Regions from separate parts of the Hordeum vulgare genome. Here region 1 is linked to region 2. Evidence: chromatin contacts called from public Hi-C data. All regions are on one chromosome and are shown on one strand. Each heading gives the region's core, a stretch centred on a gene start, on an enhancer-like site or on the middle of the called end of the contact. The rest is flanking DNA. Distances are from core to core; before and after follow the strand shown.

What was found. Hi-C and Micro-C count contacts between places; a contact is called where the count stands out from the background.
Region 1: a Hi-C map of leaf shows a contact between it and region 2, with 9 times the contacts expected there. The contact joins the promoter of LOC123435480 here to the promoter of LOC123435427 in region 2. A contact is called at or near these places in 4 of 6 Hi-C or Micro-C datasets (leaf and seedling).

What each region holds. Positions count from the first base shown.
Region 1 is chr1H:347,253,809-347,259,897 of MorexV3_pseudomolecules_assembly, forward strand. LOC123435480 (mitogen-activated protein kinase 6) reads left to right here and starts at 3,435. Exons shown (of 7, transcript XM_045115574.1): 1 at 3,435-3,808; 2 at 4,053-4,182; 3 at 4,805-4,942; 4 at 5,405-5,737. The coding sequence starts at 3,633.
Region 2 is chr1H:346,953,432-346,959,681 of MorexV3_pseudomolecules_assembly, forward strand. LOC123435427 (protein PAM68, chloroplastic-like) reads right to left here and starts at 3,062. Exons shown (of 1, transcript XM_045115569.1): 1 at 1,920-3,062. The coding sequence starts at 2,901. The coding sequence ends at 2,083. LOC123435395 (C-terminal binding protein AN-like) reads left to right here. Exons shown (of 7, transcript XM_045115568.1): 4 at 1-659; 5 at 787-834; 6 at 1,427-1,543; 7 at 1,752-2,085. The coding sequence ends at 1,826. It also overlaps the pseudogene LOC123435411.

The sequences.
Region 1 (6,089 bases), core at 2,185-4,684, 300 kb after region 2:
GATGATCCGGGTGATGTGCGGATGGGCCGGACGACTGTCCAGATGAGTCGGCTACACAAGATGTGTTTCCGTATTCGGTTGGCATTTATCCATATGATCCGAGATTGGGTCAGGACGATCCGGTTTATTACCGGACGATCTGGCACCTGGTCCGGATGATCCGGCTAGGCTAGAGGTGTTATTGGTATTCAGTTGGCATTTGTCCGGACGATCCAGGCTTTGTCTGGACGATCCGGGGCCTGGTCCGGACGATCCATCTACCTACGAGTATTTGAAACATAGGTCATGTAGGTTCTGGCTAAGTTTTCCTAGGGATATTTGGTCTTTGTGGATCAATTAGTGAGACAACATATGCCAGAGGAACTAATAACCTGTGTATATACTCAGCAAACATAATTAGTCCCCTATATGTAGTTTGTTATCAACATAAAAATAATCTTAAGGGCAAGATTGCACTTTCAACTTTCACCAACGATGAAACGACGGCACATTCCTATGATGCCACGACGCTCTACTTTTTTAGGGGCTGGGCAAAGCTCAACTTACTTGCCACAGTCGTCCCTGCACCCCCTGTTCGGATTGTTTCTCAAGACGAGGAGTAGGAGTACCGCAATGTTAAGGCGTAGCTTATGGCCGAGCGCAACAATTGTGCCTTCACGACCAACCTCCTTCAGGAGGACCGCAAACTCCTCATTGAGAATCAGACATTCTTTGAGTCCGTGGATCATGAGCGGAAGTGCCTCAAAGTTGAGTGTGAGGAGCTGTTCTAGGAGCTTGACGAACTCATCGACTATGACACGAGATGTTAAAAAACGTTGACGGCGAGGAGGTCAACCTTATTGGCAACTAGTTTTACTCGCAATATAGCGAGTTTAAGTTTTGATGTAGTGGTAGGGAAGTTTAATTGTGATTGTAGTAGTGTTTAATTTATGTATGTTTTATGTGTGCAATTGATTGTGGTAGTGTTAATATTATGCAATGAACTATGTGTTATCTTTATTTTTTAAAATTAGGGTATCCATAGATATATTGTAAAAACATTTATTTCGGCTATCTAAAAATGGATTTAAATAGCAAAAATTAGGTTTGGTATTGGCGATTCTTTTATGGTGGACTGATATAGCAAAATATGACCTTTGGTGGGTGTATAAACTGTAAAACTAGATATAGATCCCTAAAGGTGTTAGAGCATCACTAACACCTTATATTAAGCATATCATCCTTTATTGTTTTTTGGGCAAAAACGTAGCTTCAAGAGCTGCCTTTGTTGCGATTTTTCTATTAAAGAAATAAAATTTGGCAGCCCAAAAAAAGACAACATCGACTGCATATTTGGAGGCATGCGCGCAAATGATGTCCAATTGCCCTCATCCGGAACATTCCCATTGCCTTTCGCAGTCGATTCGACTCCCGCACCGTCGTTTCCTCACCAAATCCGATCACTTTTGCCACCACCGCACCATGTCGTCGCCCGAATCCATCGCCGCCTCTTCCAAGCTATCACATCGCCACTACCTATCGCTACAACACCCATTTCCAACCGATAATGTCATCGTGCAACATCGCCCTGCCACCCGATCGGGCCGCATCCTTCCGTCATGGATTTGCAACACAGTTTCAAGAATGTCGCCGAAACACCTGAAGAGCAAGGCCGGCTACCGCGACGATCGGCCACAGGAATCCTCCCCTCTCCGACAGCAAGTTTCACTGTGATGATCGACAATATCGGCTCGACACTTTTGAGACGATGGACATCACTGCATGGTTCGATGACATCACCGTGTGGAGGCTTGGCCAGTCGCGTCATGAGCTTAACTTCTAAGAGATCGAGACATAGGGGAATGTGGAGTTCATCGGGCCATTGATGACATTGTATCCTGCTTGACAAAAATTTGGACCTAAATGTACAATGAGGGTAGCTGATGGAGCAGCGTTTTTGCCCCTCAAATGCCCTAAAAACAGTTATGCTTTGTTATAGGGCAGCTATAGGAGACACTCTTGAAGCAATATAAAGTTTGTATTAATCAGAAGTGTGTATGAACCATCACCAACACATTTTGTTATACTCGTCCCGGAAAGAGCGGATCGCATGCACAAGCAAAAAAGAGAGGAGCGAGGCTTCCCTTTGCGTGCCATTGGTGTTGCCATTGGTCCCCTCTCCCTCCACTGACCGTTATGGCAGCAGGAGGGAGGGGGCCTCAGATCTGTGCGTGGTATGGGTTCATAGTAGGGTTAGGGTTGAGGGAGATGCCGCTGAGGTAGCTACAACGACGTAGCGCCTGAATAAGTTTCTTCGGGCTACGTTCATGGTTATGCGAGACTCTTGTCTTCATCTAGGGGCCAGTGGGGTGGGTGATCCCCGGATATCGTCCAGGTCGGGGCCTATGGTATCTGGAGGTCGACCGACACTGACTGGTTGGGTCCTGGGAGGTATTTGTGTAGAGATGGAAATTCTTCTTCGTCGGTATGATTTTCATTGTTGTTCTTTTTTTCCTTTGTGCTGCTACTGGAGGGATGTGCTGCTTTGCCCGGGGATTGGTCCGCGTCGCTGGAACCGGATCGTGGTTGTCTTTCATCTCAAAGGGGCACATATAATGGTACTCAAAGCCACATATGGCGAAGGCTGGTGCACGCACGTTGGAACACATGTGTGTCCTTGTCTTTTTGGCGTCGGTGCTAAAAAACGAAAGCAATGCGGTGGTGATTATGTCGTGGTTGAAAATGATGACCTGTTTGGATCAGGTTGGTTGGAGATTCTTATGTTGCAAGTATATATTTTCTCGTAAGGTTTATGAATAATGACACATAGCTCCGATGATCTTCGTGTTTTACTGTTTGTTCTAGGGCACTCTGTTTTTCTAGTTCGTTGTGCATGTGTTAAGATGTGCTTGTATGCGTGAAGAACTTTCTATTATTTCAATGCAAGCATATTTTCTAAAAAAACACATTTCTGGTAATATGCAAGAAAGAGATAAATTAAGTATAATCCGAGTATGGCGTTTTGGTGACCGAGCTTCATGGTGCCCTATATTTAATTTTTTTTCTCAAAATTCAAACTTCGCGATTTTAAAAAATTAAGAAAAAAATATGCAACTATACAAGAATGAAATGTGTGTGTAAAAATTTAGGATTAAATACTTTTAAATGCGACCTGTACAATACTTTAAGGATCAACACTATCATGTGTTAAAAACCTCAGTTTTTCTTTGCACAACCTTTATTTCAACGTATTTCGTCATAAAAATTTACACACATGTGTGTTATGTCTTCATGCATATATATATATATATATAGATTTTTTAAATTGTAAGAAATATTAATTTTGAGTTTTTCGAAAACCGACCTCATGAAGGCCGAGCTCCAAAAAGCATTTTCGAGATATACGCATATCTATTTTTTCTTCTTCCTCTTTTCCGCAAACGTCGCCCCACGCGCGCCGTCTCCGTCCTCGCGTCCGCTCGCTCCCATCCTCATTCCCCAGTCGCCGCCCAAGTCAAAAAGAGGGGGAAGCATCTCCACCAGAGTCCCCAGCCCATCAACGACTAGTCGCTGCGGGGCACCAACCCTAGAGCCCAACCCTACTCTCCCCCCCTCTCTGGCTCCTCCCCCTCGCGAGCGGCGACGAAGAAGCCATGGACACCTCCGGCGGCGGCGGCGGCGCCGCGGGCGGGGCCGCGCAGATCCAGGGGATGGCGACGCACGGCGGCCGCTACGTGCTCTACAACGTCTACGGCAACCTCTTCGAGGTCGCCTCCAAGTACGCCCCTCCCATCCGCCCCATCGGCCGAGGCGCCTACGGCATTGTCTGGTGCGTTCCCCCCTCCCGAATCGCCGATTACATGCGTGTCGCTGCAGTTAATAGCGAATCCGAGCTGCTATCTATGCCATGTGTGGAATGTTCCGTGCCGCCGTGCGGCGGTGTCTGTCCAGATTTGGCACACATGCGGGTGTGACGTTTTAGGCATAAAGTTATGTGAGGAAGTGAGTCACCCCACAAGGAGGGTTGCAGTAGAAGTGCTTATATTTGCCTATTCTGTTCCCTACTTTTGCAGCGCGGCTGTTAGCTCGGATACAGGAGAGGAGGTTGCGATCAAGAAGATTGGAAATGCGTTTGACAACCACATCGACGCCAAACGGACGCTTAGAGAAATAAAGCTTCTTCGCCACATGGACCATGAGAATGTAAGAGTTGTCTGTTTTAATTTGTAATGGACATGTGTGGTGATTGCCGAGTGTACTTTCCTTACCACTATAGCTGTTTACTGTGTCCTTTGCAGTTCTATACATAAGATAGCTTACCACTGTGCTTGAGCAACACATGTTCAATTGTGAACATCGTTCTTATTAGTTCCCTTTTTTAATACCGAATTTTGGCAGAGGTAAGCGGTCTTGTACTTCTGGTTATAGAGAATTGCTATGCATAAGGAGAGAACTACTTTAGGTGCAATATGTAGAATGTAAATCTCAGCTACCCAGGAACTGACCCTTGTTGGTTGATTATGCACATGATGAGGTTTTGTGGTAACACTCAAGCTTCTTACTAAAGAAGCATATAGAAGTATAGGGATCAGCTGACATCACAGCCATAGGGTCGAGTGTGCACTGATAATTTTCTCTGAAGTTGGCTTCTACTAGTGGTTTTATTTCCTTTGTCTACGTTTCTAGAAGTGGTATGCCTGAGTGGGTTCTTATTCTTATCATTACAGTTTTACTGTTGACGGGCTTTGTTGTCCACTCGTGCTCACACTGTCAGGCATTCCTATGATGGGTTTATTCTGATAGTGGTTTCAAAATTGGATCACAGATTCTTGCCATGAAGGATTTAATACGCCCCCCAAGAAGAGATGATTTTAAGGATGTGTACATTGTTACTGAGTTGATGGACACTGATCTCCATCAGATCATTCGCTCAAATCAATCATTGACTGATGACCATTGCCAGGTTTGTTGCCTCCTGCTTGTGCCAGATTCTTATGTATTTGCTGCAATTGTGTAGTTGAAACAAATCTTGTTGTGACTAGAGTAGATATCAATTGACATGTACTCAAAGTTGTGTTTTGTGCCTTCTTTAGTTGTGTTTGGTTCAACTTTTTTTACCAACTTCTGCTTTGAAAAGCTAAAAGCTAACCAAAGGGTTAAATGTTCAAAGCAGCTTTTGAGAATCTGTAGCTTCTTCCTAGTGTAAATTTCAAAGCTGGGGTACCCCAACTTTTCAGCTCCCAGCTTTTCCACAGCAGCTTTTTTAGAATCTGCAGCTCAACCAAACAGTCTTAGCTTAGGTTTATCAGCTTTGTCCTCCAGAAATCATTAGTTACATGTTGTGTTCTGTACCTTGTTTAGTTCTTAGCTTAGGTTTATGAGCTTTGTCTTCAAGCAATCATAAGTTACATGTTTTGCATTGCAGTACTTCTTGTATCAATTGCTTCGAGGGCTAAAATATGTGCACTCAGCAAATGTCTTGCACCGTGATCTGAAGCCAAGCAATTTGTTCCTAAACGCAAATTGCGATCTCAAGATTGCTGACTTTGGGCTTGCAAGGACCACTTCAGAAACTGATCTCATGACAGAGTATGTGGTCACTCGTTGGTACCGAGCGCCAGAGTTGCTGTTGAACTGTTCACAATATACTGCTGCTATTGATGTCTGGTCAGTTGGGTGCATACTTGGTGAAATTATTACTCGTCAACCCCTGTTTCCTGGAAGAGATTACATCCAACAGTTAAAGTTAATCACCGAGGTAGGTTTGTTCAACTCGTCGCCTGCCTTTTTTGGTATCCACATTGACAAGTCATGTGTTGTCTATTTGGAAGCTGTCAATCAATGAAAATGGGTCTGTTTATGAACTTCTTTAATAGAATTTGACAATTGTTCTATTTGGAACAATAGGATAATGGGATCTTTCTTGGCACATCTAACTGTATTGTTAGACCTGTTTCGCATCTTGTGTTTGAATAGAAGTTTTTACTTTTACACAAACACTGGATTAGTGAATGCATTTTGCATCTGGTAGCATGTAGGTACGGCAACATTTTACTGTATCATCAGATATGGGATCCACATTTGGATTATTAACTTCGTGCAAGTTTCTG
Region 2 (6,250 bases), core at 1,812-4,311:
CTATTTCTGATGAAGATGAAGCAATAAGTGATGTTGGTTGTGAAGATGATCAGCTATATAAACAGGCAAATGAACACTCTTTGCGGGTCTGCGATAGTGAACAGCAGACAGATGAAAGCCAACTAACTCTAGACTGTGATAAGAGAAGAGCCATCTCCAAGGTTGAAGTGCCTGAAGCTTCAGGGCAGTCCCAAAGTATTGGCTTGAGATCGGAAGGAAGACGTAGCCGATCTGGAAAGAAAGGGAAAAAGAGACCTGCGCGCCGCAGATCACAACAGAAAATGGATGAATTGTCAACTGTGGAGAGTGGAAGTAATTATTCTTCACGAAGAGATGATGATACTGTGATGAGTGGGCGGGACCAAGTGTTAAGTTCCAGTTCACGATTTGCTTCCCCCGAGGAATCCAAAAATAAGCTCAGGTCTTCTGCTGAATCTCCAATGGAAATAATTTCTGAACATAAGTTGCCTGCAGGGCTTGGTAGAAAGCCTCCTGAGAGGCTTAAAGATGGCTTTGTCGTTGCCCTAAGGACAAGAGATAATTCGGGTTTTCATGTTTCAAGAGAAAGAGTTGCTGGTGGTGGCTGGTATCTTGATGTTGTGTCAAATGCTACAAAGAGGGATCCTGCTGCTCAGTTCCTAATCACATTTAAAAACAAGGTGGTAGTCGGGTTTCCTCTTTCTCTCCCCCTCTCCCTCTTTTTTCTATACTGTTCCCTAACCTGTCAGGTATTTTTTTTTGTACAACTACACTACACATACTTATGATAGGATTTACACCTTTCAGGATACGATGGGATTGCGATCTTTTGTTGCTGGGGGCAAACTTTTGCAGGTAATAATACCCTTTCCAGTTAGTACTCATTCCCTGACGATACGGTGAGAGGTGAATATATAGTACTCCCTCCGTTCCTAAATATAAGACCTTTTAGAGATTCCACTATGAACTACATACGGATGTATGTAGTCATATTTTAGGGTGTAGATTCACTCATTTTGCTCCATACCTAGTCTATAGTGTAATCTCTAAAAGGTCTTATATTTAGGAACGGAGGGAGTAGTAGTGAAATTAAAGACTATACAACGGTGTTCTTCATTGCATGAACCTCTTGGTAATTTTTAGATGCAATGACATTTATGCTCACGTTTTTGTCCCGTGTTGAAATGTACCAACTTGATTCCACGATATGCTTAAAATAAGCCCTAGTGCATCTGGTATTCCTCTTTAGTTCGAGCTTTTTTTAGAGAATTTACTTTAGATAGTTATGAAGTGCTCGCTCCATGCAGAATGTTTGAGAAGTTTATAAATAGGATCACTGATTTGGCCGTACATTCCACGATTCATGTATAATTTCATCATTGAAAGTGAAATGCTTTATGTAGATTGCCGATTTACTATGCTTAACTCCCCTGTTACTTGTTTCCAGGTTAATAAGAAGGCGGAGCTCGTATTTGCCAATCATGCATTCGATGTCTGGGAGAGCTGGACGCTGGAAGGGTCTTTACTGGAATGCTGCAAACTGGTCAACCACAGAAATCCTTTGGTATGCTCATTTATCTATCACCAATTTATGCACATAATATCAATATTTAAGAGTTAAGATGCACATCTGTCCCCGTCAATGGTAATAGTGAATTTTTATTTTCATCACAATGTTCCTGGCCAGTAATTTCTGCTGCCATGACTAACTTGAAAAGAACAGTTGTGTTGGTAGTATTTTGTTTCCTGATGGTGGTTTAAATTGTGTGTAGGCTGTATTGGAGGTCTACATTGAAATCCTCGCAGCGGTGAGCGAAGAAGATGGCGTCACGAGGTGGCTCGATTGATCAACGACCCATCCATCTGCTTTAGGAGAACGAGAGCAACAGACTCATCGGTGTTGTATTCTCGCTGGCCTGGGGGTTCACTCAGTTTTCCCCTTTTTCCTGTCAAGTGTTCAGTTTTGGCCATTCTATTACAGAGAACTACAAAGCCACTGCCAAATTGTTTCATAGTTTCACTGCTGTAGCCTGTACGAGTATCAATCGTCGACAACAAAGCGTACTGCCAGTCCAGTGGAGAAAATATCTAGTCTATTCACAGCTACTTCTTGTCCTTCTCGATCTCCTCCTTCCACAGCTCCGGCCAGTTGGTCCAGGCCTCGTCGACGCCGAGCAGCGAGCCTTCCTTCTCCGGGTCCCAGCTCGCCGACAGCGTCCCGTAGGCGATGCCGAGCGCCGACGTGCCGAAGGAGAGGAGGATGGTGAGCAGCTGCACCCACGACGGCACCTCCGCCCCGCCCCCGCGCTTGAGCGCGTCGTACACGTTGAGGAGGGCCACGCCGGACGCCATCGGGACGCCCACCGTGAACAGGATCCGCCGGAGGATGCGGTCGAACACCACCTGCGGCAGCTCGTCGTCGCCGCGACCGCCGCCGTCCTCCTGCTCCTCCTCGCGGGCCGCCTCCACGAACGACTCCTTGAGGAGGAGGAGCTGCTGCTGCTCCTCCCGCTCCCGCACCCGCTGCTGTTGCCGCTGCTTCTCCTTGCGGCTCGGCTTCTTGCCGCTCCTGCTGTCCGCGGCTGGTGGTGTGCCGACGCCGCTGCCGTTGCTGGCCGCGTGTAGCCGCCGGGCTGGAGCTCGTCGTCGCTTGGACGGCGCTGCGTCATGTGGGGAGAGGATGGGCGTGGTGGCCCGGCTGTGCGTCCATGGATGATGGGGGTTTGGGGCGGGGCGAGGTGGATGGAGAGCCGCTACGTGGAGCAAGGCGGCCATGCGCGCCGCCGGTGGATTGCTAGGAGACGACGAGCTGCTCTCCCCACTCGTGGCAGTAGCCTTATCGCCATGGGCAGTGGTCAGTGGTGGCGCGTAACTGCATTCTCGATGTGTCCCTGGGTTGGGTGCCACGTGTGTCGGCCCCATGAGAAATATCTCTTTCTTGCGTGCCGGTTGAGTGTCAGCTTTAGGCCTGAATATTCTGAAGATTTTCGACAGTTTCAGTATTCCCGTGTTAGACGTCCGTTTTTGTTCGGATTTCTCCCGTTTGACGTGAAAATGGAGCCGTGTACGTTAGGGTTTGGGATTGCATTCATCGGGTGCCCAAAGCGCGGTCACATCTTGTCCTCGTGCATGCAAGCATGAGAAAGAAGGATGTTCACCGCGGCCGCGGTTCACACTAGTTCACGTCGGCCACAGTCTTATGCCGGCAACAAATATTTAAAGTTAGCGGTTGATACAGGAACCCGTCCTTAAAATGAACAAGTTTTTGACGACAGTAACAAAGACAGTAGTCGACACACCAGTCAGCCTTCAAAATGAACGGATGTTGGCTACATCCTGAGGCCTCACCTAGTTCAGCCCGTCTCGGGCGAATATCTCCTTCTGTCGATTCGCGAACCAAGCCTTCCTCTCTGGCGACATGTTGGTCTTGTCCATGCTCATGAACGCGGATGCCGCCTCTTTAGCTTTGGTGTCCGCCATGGTGACTCGAGCTTCTTGAGTTGAGCGGCCTCCTCGATGTCAAGCTTCCTCCTCTTCATTGCCTCTTTCATATCAAGCTTCCTCCTCTCTGCGACCTCCTCCATGGCAAGCTTTTTCGTTTGGAACTCTAGATATATCTTCATTTACTCCCCCTCTCGTCCCTCACTTTCTTTTGGCTCATCATGTTCTTCAAAGTGCCTTGCAAGGCAATGGAAGACGCATCACGCCTCTCATCGGCTTTCGAGCTTGTCTTGCCCCTCGGCCTCTTGAGCAAGTCTCCCCCATCAGCCACGACCTTCTTCCCTCCTTTCTTCTTACAAGCGGCATATGGGGCTTTAAACTTGCCACAATCTTTGATGAGCACCCAACAATGCGTGAGAGTGAACGGCTTGTTCTTGTGACAGGCCTTGAATGCTTCCAAAGAAATGCCTATACAATCATTGATGATGATGCTAATGTAATAGCGAAGGACACAACATGTATGAAAATGAAAAGCATGCCAACATGAATGGACAAAAAATGAAAAGGCAGGAGGTTCATACCAAGTCTCCAATGCCAAGGCCACTCACATGACGTGTTTGGACGCTCTCAAGTGCTGCACAATACTTGTTGCATTGTTGTTGTATGAACCCCTATCTCTTTTGGATTGAGTTGATATTGCGAGTGCTCTCAAATTGATAGGGGGCAAACTTCCTTCGCTCACGGAAGGTTTTGTAAACCCTCCCCCAAAAGATGGCACCTTTTTTGCTCGGTACCTCTTATCGGATCTTCCCCTATCTCAATCTAACTCTCGCAAATCAATTTGTCCTCCTTTTGGGTATATGACCCCGTGCGAATACTTTGCTTATTCTTTTGTGCCTTGACCCTTTGGGTGAGCTCATTGATAAATACCAATGGCTCTTGCGAAATGTCGATCTCTTCCTCCACATCTTCACAATACAAGTCATCATCTTCATGCCATGAGTTGCCATGGTTGTCTTCCTCTTCATCATGGCCGGCGAAATCAGTGTCCTCATAGTGGTCGCGGCCGTCCTGGCTCTAGGTCTCGTCGGGATTGGAAGTCCGCCCTTGTCCATGGTGCTGGAAGGCCTCGCCACGGCCCTCGAAGATGACGCTCTCCATGAACGCCGAGCAATCACGGTCTTCAACTATGGGCGTCGGTTGTGCCATTACATCGAACAACTTGCGGGCGCAAGCTTGCCGTCGGAAACAACTCAAATTGTTTCCTTTGCGTCCCTTGGACGTGTGGACAGCGCTACTGTACCCTGACGCCACTTTGAGGTCGTGACACCCGTGGGCGTTGTCGGAGCGACCACGCTGCCCTCCGACGACGTGGAGAACCACGTCTGCCCATGGCCGTAAGGTAGTGGACCGGGTCTGGTGGACGATTTCGGTGAAGTGAACCGAGTAGGACGACCGACCGATGATCCTGTGCTCGTTGTGGCCATGGCAGCGACCGAAAGATGGCTGGCGCTGGTTGTGCCAACCCAAGCATGAGAAGGGCATGCGCCTTGGCGACAACGGGTTCCTTCTCTCAACGTCGGCAAGATGACCCGCTTGACGTTGGGTGTCGGCCTCGACGATGTAGGCCGGAACCGTCTTTAACTCCTTTGCCTTTGCCTGTCTGCCCCTTCTCTTCATCGCTTCGGTGTCGAGGATGGCGATCTCCTTCGGTGTGCATTTGGATCGAGCCTTTATGGGTCCCTTCTTCTTTGCCGCAAGGCATGCGGCCGACCGCATCGTCAGGGTTTATCGGGTCGCCGTCCATGGAGGTGGGAGGGAAGGGGCGCGGGAAAGTTTGGACGAAATGAAGGGAAAATGGGACGGATGTGTCTCCTATAGGCGGGCGAGAGGAACAAGGGCGCGTGACCTGTCCGTCCACGCGCTGTTCGTTTGGCCTAACGTCCATACCTCATGGGACGGCTCTCACTTGAAGACATCTCTTTCTTGCGTCCTGCTTGACACGGGCACCCACTGTGAGAGTGGTGCCATGGCGAGTCGTACCGTACGTACGGGCTGAACTTCTGAAGTGTGTGACGAGCGTTGTGAATGATGGCAACCACGCAAGCTTCGAGCTGGATTGTAGCCGAAATTAAACAACTAAAGCAACCATAGAAGACACCAAAGTGACACAGGTAGTACTCTGGGGAAGCATAGATGCACTTCCGTTATGTGGATCATATAAAGTTGTGAACTACTCGTACTATTGCTAGGCTTGATTATGCACCGGCCGTGTGCCTGCTGTGTTGATCGAGTCATTGCTGCCATGCAAACAAACACAACCGGAGAAGAAAAAAGATCCGATCGACTAGCTTGTACAAGAACATTCGGTGCGCGAATGCCAAGGAAACACAGCCATTCGTCCGTCCACGTCCATGGCGTTCACTCCTTGCGTTGGTAGCTCCTCGACGACGACGACGACGCCGACGCTGACGCCGACGCGTGGGCCGACAGACCCCTGGCAAGCTGGAGTTCCTGCATGGAGCAGCACATGGTTGAAACCCAACCGACGACACCAAAAACACAGTTGCAGTTCAATGCGGGTGTATGGCAACGGCGACGTACGTCTCTGAACCGGAGGTCGTCCTCGAGCATGTGCACCACGTGGCCCATGGTGGGCCGCTGGGTGCCGTCGGGGTCGACGCACCGGAGCGCGGCGAGGACGGCGCGCTTGAGCACCTTAGACGGCGGCGCCTCCGGCAGCGTCGGGTCCAGCACCTCCTCCACCCTCCTCTCCGCCACCATGCGCTTCAGCCACTCCACCAAGTTCACCTGAAACGAATCACCACGG